3 separate regions of the Mus musculus genome follow, and regions 1 and 3 are each linked to region 2. A link is a contact called in public Micro-C and promoter capture Hi-C data. All regions are on one chromosome and are shown on one strand. The core of a region is the stretch at or near the end of the contact, and the rest is flanking DNA. Distances in the headings are between cores, read along the strand shown. Region 1 overlaps Dnm1 (dynamin 1). Region 2 overlaps Prrc2b (proline-rich coiled-coil 2B). Region 3 overlaps Aif1l (allograft inflammatory factor 1-like).

Region 1 (2,815 bases), core at 43-2,542, 140 kb before region 2:
ATCTAGGTTGACCCAAACACACGTGTTTGGGAGGAGCTAGAAATCGTGGCTTTTTGAGAATCTCAGATACTGCCTTGAAACACACCTCACCTCACTGCTCCACCACAGACCTGGGGCTGTGACAAAGCAGGCTCCAGGAAGCACAACTCGGGTGGAATGCTGCTGGCTTTCCTACAGATTCCCTATGTGGGTCTGAGTCTATGTAATCTCTGAGTCTGTTTCCCAGTGTGCAAAATATGGCCGTCGATGATAGAGTTGAGGACAGAATGCATATGAGGTGTGGAGCAGCACGAAGCCTGGCCCGTGGTATGTAGTCAGTAGATTTTGGAAAAGGAGTCAGTGAGATTGGAGGAAGCTGCAAAGAAACCAGCAGCTCACAAGATTGTCCCAGACAGGGTGGGATAAGAATGCCTGGGCATTTGAGGTGGGCACTAAACTTCCACTACACACTTGGACACCTGTCACTCAGTACAATGACACATTATAGTTATAGATTTGTTATTTTCTTCCTTAAGGACTCAGGGTAGGCAGTTGTCCTAGTGACAGGCTATATTCTGAGTTTCCTCCCGGATCTGAAGCCTAGGGCAGGTGACTTCCCTATCCCGCTGTGTATTCTTGTCTGAGAAAAGGACATTAAGATGGGATTTGAAGAGACCTGCGAATTTAGGCATCAAGCAGAAGTAGCCATCTGAAATACCAAACCCCAGCTCCCAGTTCTGTACCCAGATCCAGCAGGTCTGGCCTGCGACAAGGTGGCAGGGTCTTCGGGTTCTAGCTTCCTTCCTTCCTTCTCTGTGCACAGACCAAGGAGTTTATCTTCTCTGAGCTGCTGGCCAACCTGTACTCTTGCGGGGACCAGAACACACTGATGGAAGAATCGGCCGAGCAGGCTCAGCGGCGCGACGAGATGCTGCGCATGTACCACGCACTGAAGGAGGCGCTCAGTATTATCGGCGACATCAACACGACCACCGTCAGCACGCCCATGCCCCCGCCCGTGGACGACTCCTGGCTGCAGGTGCAGAGCGTACCGGCCGGACGCAGGTACCAGGGCCGGCCCCCACGGCCCCAAAGCCCCCCAACCCGGGGCCCGCGGGAGGAGGGCCGGGACCAGGCAGTGGCGCGCCGGGGTCTCGGGGGCTCCCACCTGGAGCGAGGGGAGGAGCTTAGAAGAGGGCGGGGCTTATTGCGGGGCGGGGCTTGCCAAGAGCGCTGGCTGCAGGGTGGGTGGCGCCGCTGGGGATCCGGCTTAGGCTCCCACGCTAAGGCCGCTGTGGGCGGGGCTTGCTGCATGGGCGGGGACAGCCTGGGCTGAGGGCGGGGTCTCTGTTGGGGCGGAGCCGCTCATCTCTGCTCCGCGCTTCTTCTGCTCTTGTCGCCGGTAGATCGCCCACGTCCAGCCCCACGCCGCAGCGCCGAGCCCCCGCCGTGCCCCCAGCCCGGCCCGGATCGCGGGGCCCTGCTCCTGGGCCTCCGCCTGCTGGATCCGCCCTGGGGGGGGCGCCCCCCGTGCCCTCCAGGCCGGGGGCTTCCCCTGACCCCTTTGGCCCCCCTCCCCAGGTGCCCTCGCGCCCCAACCGCGCCCCGCCTGGGGTCCCCAGGTGAGTAGGGGCTTAAAGCCCCGGGAAAGGCCGCCAGGCGGGCGTAACCCGGAGGGAGGTAGAGTCGGATAGATCCTCGGCCTAGCAGCAGAAGCGACCCTCTCCATCTTAGGCGTTGGGGTCGTAATGCAAGGCCAAGGGACCTGCGGCCACGGGCAGGCGGTCCTGCCCCGCAGGGGGCGCTGAGTCCCGGAGGTGGTCGTTTCTGGGAAGGGGGCTCTGGGGCTCAAACCACTTGCCCCCTTCTTTTCAGCACTTGCATGGCGCTTCCCTCTTTTTTTCATTTTCTCTCTGTGGCTCCCACACTTTGCATTTCTTAAACCCTTGCCTTCCATCCTCCTCCATTCCACTCTTCACTGACCCGGCCCAGCTCCTGGTGAGCCTAACTCAGGTCTAGGTTTCTGAACCGTGTGGTTTTCTTCAGTTACATTCAGAGCTACCTTGATGCCCCACTTTCCCCAGCTCTGACTCTTTTGAGCTGTCCCAGAATGCTGTTCAGCCTCTGGCCCACAGTGTCAGGCCAGGCTGTGACTGTGTGACCAAGCAAGGTGTGATGATGTGTATGTGGGCGTGCACACGGGTGTGAATGTGAGATCGGCACCCAGGTGCGGACTAGGATAGAAAGCAGCTGGGGATGGGATCTAGGAATGGTGAACAGTCTGGTGGTCTGAAACCAGATGGTGGGTAGGGACAAGGATCAAAGACTACCCTGCTGCTAGAGATCTCCAGGAAAAAGGAATATACTTCATCCCTTGGCTTTGCCTTCTTTATCCATGACTGGCCTTCCAGGAAGCTCACTCTAGTAACCAACTCAGTCTGCCCTGTTTCTGCTGACTGTGGCTGGTCTCTGAGAAAGAACACATGATCTGATAGACCAAAAGCATCTATCTGGGAATCTAGATGACTGAAGGACAGAGCTAGGGGCCTAGCCCCCATACACTAAACGAGGCAGGGATGGGCTTACTCTGTGGGACTCTAATGTCTGGAACAGTTAAGACAGGACTGGGAGTCCAGAAATGCTGGTTCACTTCCCTTAGGCAAGTCATTTTCCCTCTCAGGGCTTTAGTTTCCTTCTAAATACATGTGTGTCCCCTGACATTTCCCCAGGGGAGTGTGAGATTGACAGAGACAGTGGGCTGCTTTACTAATGGTCAATGGTAGGGTGGGGTAGGTTGGAGATTTGTAGAGACTCAATGATATAGGGAGCCATGGAA
Region 2 (3,050 bases), core at 544-3,043:
TCCACTATATGCAGCAAGTAAGGCCTGAGCTTCCCCAAGACAGCTTCTGCCCACCTTGGGGCTCCTGCTGAACAGACCTGCTCCTCCACACACAGGAGACCTGTCTTCAGACTGCTGTCCACCCTCAGAAATCACGAGATCCAAGTTGTGATTGTACAGGACCTGTGGGCCAGCCCCTGTATGAGCCTTCAAAAGACAGGTGTACTATAATTCTCAGAAAATTCTCTTGAGCTCGGCAGTCCACTGTGGGCACACTTTAATCACCACCACACTGTCCCAGTTCCAAGGCTCCCACGTCAGGAACACAGGGACAATCAGCTGCTCGGTTTTCTTTCTATAACATCTGTTTTCTTTTTGCACTCGTGATATAGCTTTAATGTTCGTGTGTGTGTGTGTGTGTGTGTGTGTGTGTGTGTGTGTGTGGTGTCCCCAGTACTCACATGAGAGAGCCAAGCATGGCTGGACAAGCCTGCAGTCTCAGCACTAGGAAACTCACCAACCAGCCAACCTGCCCAAAAAGCCCACCTCAGGCTGGGAGACCCTAACTCAGGGCACTAAGGTAGAGCGTGAGAGAAAATGGACACAATATGCTCCCGGCTTTTCACCCCATATACAGCAGATACTCACACGATTACATGCATGCATCGTACAAACAGGTCGCACACAGGCACGCAACTCTCAGATTCATGGGCCATCTCCCATCTCCAGCAAGGCCACCTGGTCGCTCGGAAACACCCGCCATGATGTGACTTGCCTGCCTCCGGGTTTTGCTCTCTATTCTACTACAGGTTTAGGTTCCCAGTTCAAGAGGTCAATGAGGGGTGGTATACAGCTCAGGAGTAGAAAGCTTGCCTAGAACAAACAAAACCCCAAGTATCATCCCAGCACAGCAACAACAACAACTTGTTTTTTAAAAAAAAATTATGGGGTGGGAATAATGGGTCATGTCGTCAATCCCTGCATTTGGCAGATCTGAGTTCAAGACCAACCTGTCTACAGAGAATTGAAGGTTAGCTAGGGCTGCATAGTGAACATGTATCTAAAAAATAAGTGAAGAAAATAAGGGCAGTGATGGCACACACCTTTAGTCCCAGCACTTGGGAGGCAAAACAGGCAGAACTCTGTGAGTTCAAGGCCAGCCTGGTCTACAGAGTGAGTTCCAAGACAGCCAAGGCTACAGAGAAAACCTGTCTCAAAAAACAAATCACCAAACCCGAACTCACAGAGGCTAAGACTGAATGGACAATCAGGGAGCCTGCATGGATCTAACCTAGACCATCTGTATATGCTAACGTCGTGTAGCTTGGTGTTTTTGTGCGGCACCTAACAGAGAACACGGGCTGTTTCTGACATGTTTGCCTGCTTGTGCCTAATCTTTGCAACTTGCTATGCCATGTTTGGTTGACAACCTGGGAGGCCTGCCCTTTTCTCAAAGGAGGCGTGGATGGGGAGGAGGAGGTGGGGGGACGGAGGAGGTTAGGAACAGAGAGAGGGTGGGGAAACTGTGGTCTGGATATAATATATGAAAGGATAAATTAATTTTTAAAAAAAGAAAGAAAAATTTAAAAAGAGTAATTTAAAAAAGAGGAAAAAGAAAAATACCATCCACGAAGCTCACACAGCATTGTACCCCAGTTCTAAATAGATTTGCTATTTGTGTAGATGTGTATAAGGGAAATTTTAAAAAGGAACTAGAGAGACAGACAAGCAGAGGAACACTTGGGGCCGCCATCCCGCCACCTGCAGCTGTCCCTGAGCCCTGCAGCTGTGACTGTTTACACCCCAGGCCTCTCTGTGGATGACGTCACCCACAGCAAGCTGGGATCTGGGCAAACAGGAATGCGGTTGTGGGCCTCAGGCAGGAAGCAACTTTCTCATCGAGGGAGAAAGCAGTCCTGTCTACCACTGAGTCCCTGCTGCCTCGGCTCAACCCAACTCAGCACAGAAAGGCAGACCCAGGAGTGATGTTACCCCAGTAACCACCCGATCCTCTGGGAATTCTATGCCACAAAGATGAAGTGGGGACAAACTCCGTGCAAAGGCTTCTGTGTCAAAACACAGAGGAGCCAGGGAGTGGAGATGGGACAGGTGGCTACTTCACAGCCACCGCCAGGTGACAATGCCAACCCCCAGATGAACGCAGAGCCTGTGCTACAGAAAGCTTCAACTGCTATACCAGGCTGGGCTCAGGGGGGTGGGCAGGCATTGTGAGAAGACTGCGACCAGCGGCTTCCTCCTGAGACTCTGTGCTCAGCGGCAGACCTCTCAATCAGAACCATGAACAGAAGGGCAGTGCCGCCGAGGCTGGCTCACAAAATACTCCAGTTGCTGTGTCACGCACACATGTGCACTCATCTCAAATGGCCACTAGTCCCATCGGCTGGACTCAGAGCAACACCACCCAGACATCCAGCGGTGTCCTGCTGAAGGACCACCTACTCTTCTAGAACTCTTCCAGAAGACGAGAGAGAACCCGAAATCCAGCGGCAATTTTGGTGGCAGCAGACTGACATGCCACAAGATGAGGGCTGTTACTCAGAAGGAACACACCCTGGGATGCCAGGAAGTAGCGGCTGCCTCAGAATCAGAAAGGCCCAGGAATGAGCCTGTCAGACTCCCTACAGAGTACCCTGGCTAAGAGAGGTCAAAGGGCACGGGGACAGTAAAGGGTACAAAGTAAAAAAAGGAAGCTAAGCAAGAGAAACCAGGAGGGGGCTACCACACCCTGCGTCCTCTCCCCACATCTTAGCCAAGCAGAAGTATGCTCTAGCAGCACACACACACACACACACACACACACACACTTATTCAACCTCTCCCCCTGCCTCACATTAAATCAAGAGTGGAAGAAATCATAAAATTAAAAACCCAAGAAAAATTCCTGGAGTTGAGAAACCAGAGACTAATCCAAGACACAGAAAGATCACACAATGACACCGGGAGAACAGGTGACATCGGGCGTGTTTTCTCTGAGTCTGCCTCAGCCCCAGAAGAGCCCCCTTAGAATGAAAGGAAGCAACGACTCCCAACCCTCGACAGTTTCCGGTGAG
Region 3 (3,188 bases), core at 347-2,846, 210 kb after region 2:
GTAGGGGTCACCCTGAGGCAGCAGGTTATTGAGGAGATTCTGCCCCCATTCAGGGGTACTCCCATGTCCTTTTCCAATCTAGACCATTATCCCCCAAGATAAGTTCTTCAGGAAACTCAAGGGGCCAAAATATGAGGTGACAAGCTTGAAGTGCTAATCTGGCCCCGGGGGAGGCTTGGGAGGGGCAGAATTAACACGTCCACTTAACCTCAGAACCCAGAGGGAGCTTAGAATCTGCCTTGTGCTCCTTGGCCAACAGCTGAGGAAACTGAGGCCCCAGAGGGACCAAGCCCCCTATAGTCATAATGGGTGGGTTCGAGGTGCAGGGCAAAGGGCTAAGAGGAGGAGGGGGTGGAATGGGTCCAGCTGCCTGGTGCTGTCCCAGGCCCTCTATCCCCAGTGCTCTGTGGTTCTGGATGACTTACTTTCTATACTGGACCTAAGCTGCCTCCTTTATAAAATGGGGTCACCGTGATATACACCCTTAGTGGTGTATAAGAAGGCATATATAAAGCTGGCCTTCCTGTCCAGTGTCAGTCACCCAACCCCGCCCTCAGCCACACCCAGAATGCTGTACAAGAGAGGGTCCACCCACATCTCTCTATGTCCTGACGTGATGTCATGAAGACCCCCAGTGGTACCCTCTGGATACCACTCCTCAAAGGCAAGCTTCTCTTTGTCCTCAAACAACTGTCCACCTGTTACTGAGCTGTGTTCCTGTCTCAGCCCCAGGGAACAATGCTGGCAGCCACCACCCTAGCTCCAGGCTGCCTTGGTCAACAACCTGAGACAAACAAGAAAGTCCCTCTCCCGCCACTCCAGCCCCATCCCAAATCTCAAAGGCCAGGCGTTAGTCTTTTTTTGTTTGGGGGTTTTTTTGTTTTTGTTTTGTTTTGGTTTTCGAGACAGGGTTTCACTGTATAGCCCTGGCTGTCCTGGAACTCACTTTGTAGACCAGGCTAGTTTCGAACTCAGAAATCCGCCTGCCTCTGCCTCCCGAGTGCTGGGATTAAAGGCGTGCACCACGTTAGTTTCTTAAGGATTTACAAACAGCTTGGTTGTGGTGGACCTCAGCTGCAGTCTCAGCCCCAAAGAGACACAGATGGGAGGATCAGAAGTTCAGGTCTATCCTCAGCTACAGGGCGAGTTTAAGGCTATCCTGGGTAACACAAGACCATGTCTCAAAATTAAACCAAAACCAAAACAACAAAAAAAGCACCAAAGGCAGGCAGGCCCATGCAGTGTGGGGCCTCCGGAGTCACCCGCCATAGCTCTGATTCAACAACCCCCTTCCTAAACAAGTACGATCCTGACCCTCCAGGCTTGTCTTTCCACATCAGTTACATCAGCTGAGGACACAGGTAGAATACTGCCTCAAATGCTTGAGGCTCTGGGATCCATGCCCAGCGCCACCATAAGAAGAAAAGGCTGCAGCAGATCCTTTGGCTGAGCAAACACTGCCACCCTAGAAGCCAGCCAACGGTGGCCGATGCCCTGTGATGCCAAGGATAGGCAGCACCATGCTGGGAGCCTGTGGGCTCTGACACACTCCACAGGCTCCCAAAAGGGCCAGGGCCAGGCCAAGGCCACAGATGCCCAGCCCAGCCTGGCGAGCAGCAGGAACCTGTAACACGTACCCACAAAGACAACAGGCTCACATTCCCTTCTGGGGCCTTATCCGGACACGGTGTTCTCGCCAGTAGATGGGGCAGCTAAAGAAATACACCCAGTGACCACACGCATAAAGCAGACCTCACAGAAATTCCATCTCCAGCTGCCCGTGACATAGCCACAGCAAGGTCACAACTGGCCAGACCTGCAGGGGACACTGAATCCCCAGAGGCCCACGTGACCCCTTATCACCATCTCCTTTATAATATATTAAGGGGAGAGCAAGAGAGACGGGTGTCCTCAATGCCAACAGGCAAGGACAGAGCAGTACTGCCAGGGACACAGGGAAAGGCACACCGGCATAGTCTCCTGGGTCAAGTCTCAAAGGCCCCATGTGGCTGAGAGAGAAGGCAGGAAACATAGTCACTCTGGACAGAGATCTTCCAACATCCCAGCCCCCTTCCCAGGTGGCAAAGGAGCACTGAGATAACCATTGGGCACCTAAACGGGACAGAGAATACAAGTGACCTTCATTTGACCCAAGAGGGCTGAGACATGGGGACAATAGCCAGAGATCCTTATCCTACATAAGCAAGGAAGGCCTGGGTCACTACAAGGCTGCAGCTGCCTGGTGGACTAAGGCCAGAGCAGGCCACGGGTGATGTCTGGAGTCAGACAGACCTCATCTGAATCCTGCCTCTGCTCTTTCCTTGGCCGAGTAGTCTGGGGAGGCCATTTCCTCGTCATTATGATGGGTATTATCATCCTTGCCCCTGAAGGACATTCAGGGTTCTCTCTGCATGCCTGGCACAAGCGTGATAGAGTGCTCCATTGAGGCGAATCTGTGAGCCGATGCATAGTGAGCACCAGGCATGGAGCATCATCATGCTCACATCCTTGTGTGTGCAAAGATCCCAGCCAGTCACAGGCTCAAGCTGTAGCCCACCCCCCAGCCCCAGGCCACAAGCACTCCGAGGGGTAGCCAGCCCAGCCCCGCAGCTTCTCTCGGTTCCTATGGGAAGATAGAGGAAATTTCTTCTATTGCCATATAAGGCTGGGCCTGGCTGGCCTGGGGTCACCTACCATGCCATCAGGGCGTGGGGAATGCCAGCTATGTGGAGGGAGTAGGAGGCACTTGCCTGGTCCAGTTTGCTCCAGTGGTGCTGACACATACACACCACACAGTGTGGGAGGGGGGCTGGGTGTCCACGAAAGGGGCCACTGAAGCACAGCGCTGAAGCAAACACGTACACATATGAAATCTGAGTCCCACTGTGGCTGGCTCCTCGTCTTGTTTGGTTTGATTCAAGGTTTCCCTCTGTAGCCCAGGCAGGCCTTGGAACTCACAACCTCTCCTGCTCAAGCCTCCTACGCTGCTTTGATGACAAGCATTCACCACCACCTCTGGGTAAATTGTGGCTGTTTAACCTCAGGCAATTAACTCAACTTCCCTGAGCCGGCTAGTCTGTGAAATGGGAATAACAGTACTTACACCCCACAATGTTAACGGGGAGCATTCAGCATGCCTGGTGCAGAACCAGCACCCACAAGGGGCCAGAAAATAATCGTAGAAACCA

The links. A called contact is a pair of places that touch in the nucleus more often than the background predicts. Capture Hi-C pulls out chosen DNA fragments and counts their contacts.
Region 1: a promoter capture Hi-C map of pancreatic islet shows a contact between it and region 2. The contact joins two enhancer-like sites. A contact is called at or near these places in 4 of 115 datasets of contacts at active chromatin or transcription factors (embryonic stem cells and epiblast stem cells) and 2 of 9 other capture datasets (adipose tissue and pancreatic islet).
Region 3: a Micro-C map of muscle stem cells shows a contact between it and region 2, with 3 times the contacts expected there. The contact joins two enhancer-like sites. A contact is called at or near these places in 2 of 39 promoter capture datasets (the HPC-7 cell line and hematopoietic stem and progenitor cells), 2 of 484 Hi-C or Micro-C datasets (muscle stem cells and myocytes), 3 of 115 datasets of contacts at active chromatin or transcription factors (double positive thymocytes, embryonic stem cells and pancreatic cancer cells) and 2 of 9 other capture datasets (liver and pancreatic islet).

What each region holds. Positions count from the first base shown.
Region 1 is chr2:32,310,913-32,313,727 of GRCm38.p6, reverse strand. Dnm1 (dynamin 1) reads left to right here. Exons shown (of 23, transcript NM_001301737.1): 20 at 803-1,044; 21 at 1,386-1,601. Among named protein-coding and RNA genes, the nearest start is that of Gm23363, 5.9 kb to the left of the region's middle. Within about 2 kb of position 1,292, at least 179 of the 459 cell types and tissues checked have an H3K27ac peak or open chromatin away from gene starts, as enhancers often do. A contact at or near this core is called in pancreatic islet, where this site is marked.
Region 2 is chr2:32,166,789-32,169,838 of GRCm38.p6, reverse strand. The region is part of intron 1 of Prrc2b (proline-rich coiled-coil 2B); the gene reads right to left. Among named protein-coding and RNA genes, the nearest start is that of Prrc2b, 17 kb to the right of the region's middle. Within about 2 kb of position 1,793, at least 324 of the 459 cell types and tissues checked have an H3K27ac peak or open chromatin away from gene starts, as enhancers often do. A contact at or near this core is called in muscle stem cells, myocytes and pancreatic islet, where this site is marked.
Region 3 is chr2:31,953,434-31,956,621 of GRCm38.p6, reverse strand. All of the region lies in intron 2 of Aif1l (allograft inflammatory factor 1-like), which reads right to left. Among named protein-coding and RNA genes, the nearest start is that of Aif1l, 4.7 kb to the right of the region's middle. Within about 2 kb of position 1,596, at least 24 of the 459 cell types and tissues checked have an H3K27ac peak or open chromatin away from gene starts, as enhancers often do. A contact at or near this core is called in muscle stem cells and myocytes, where this site is marked.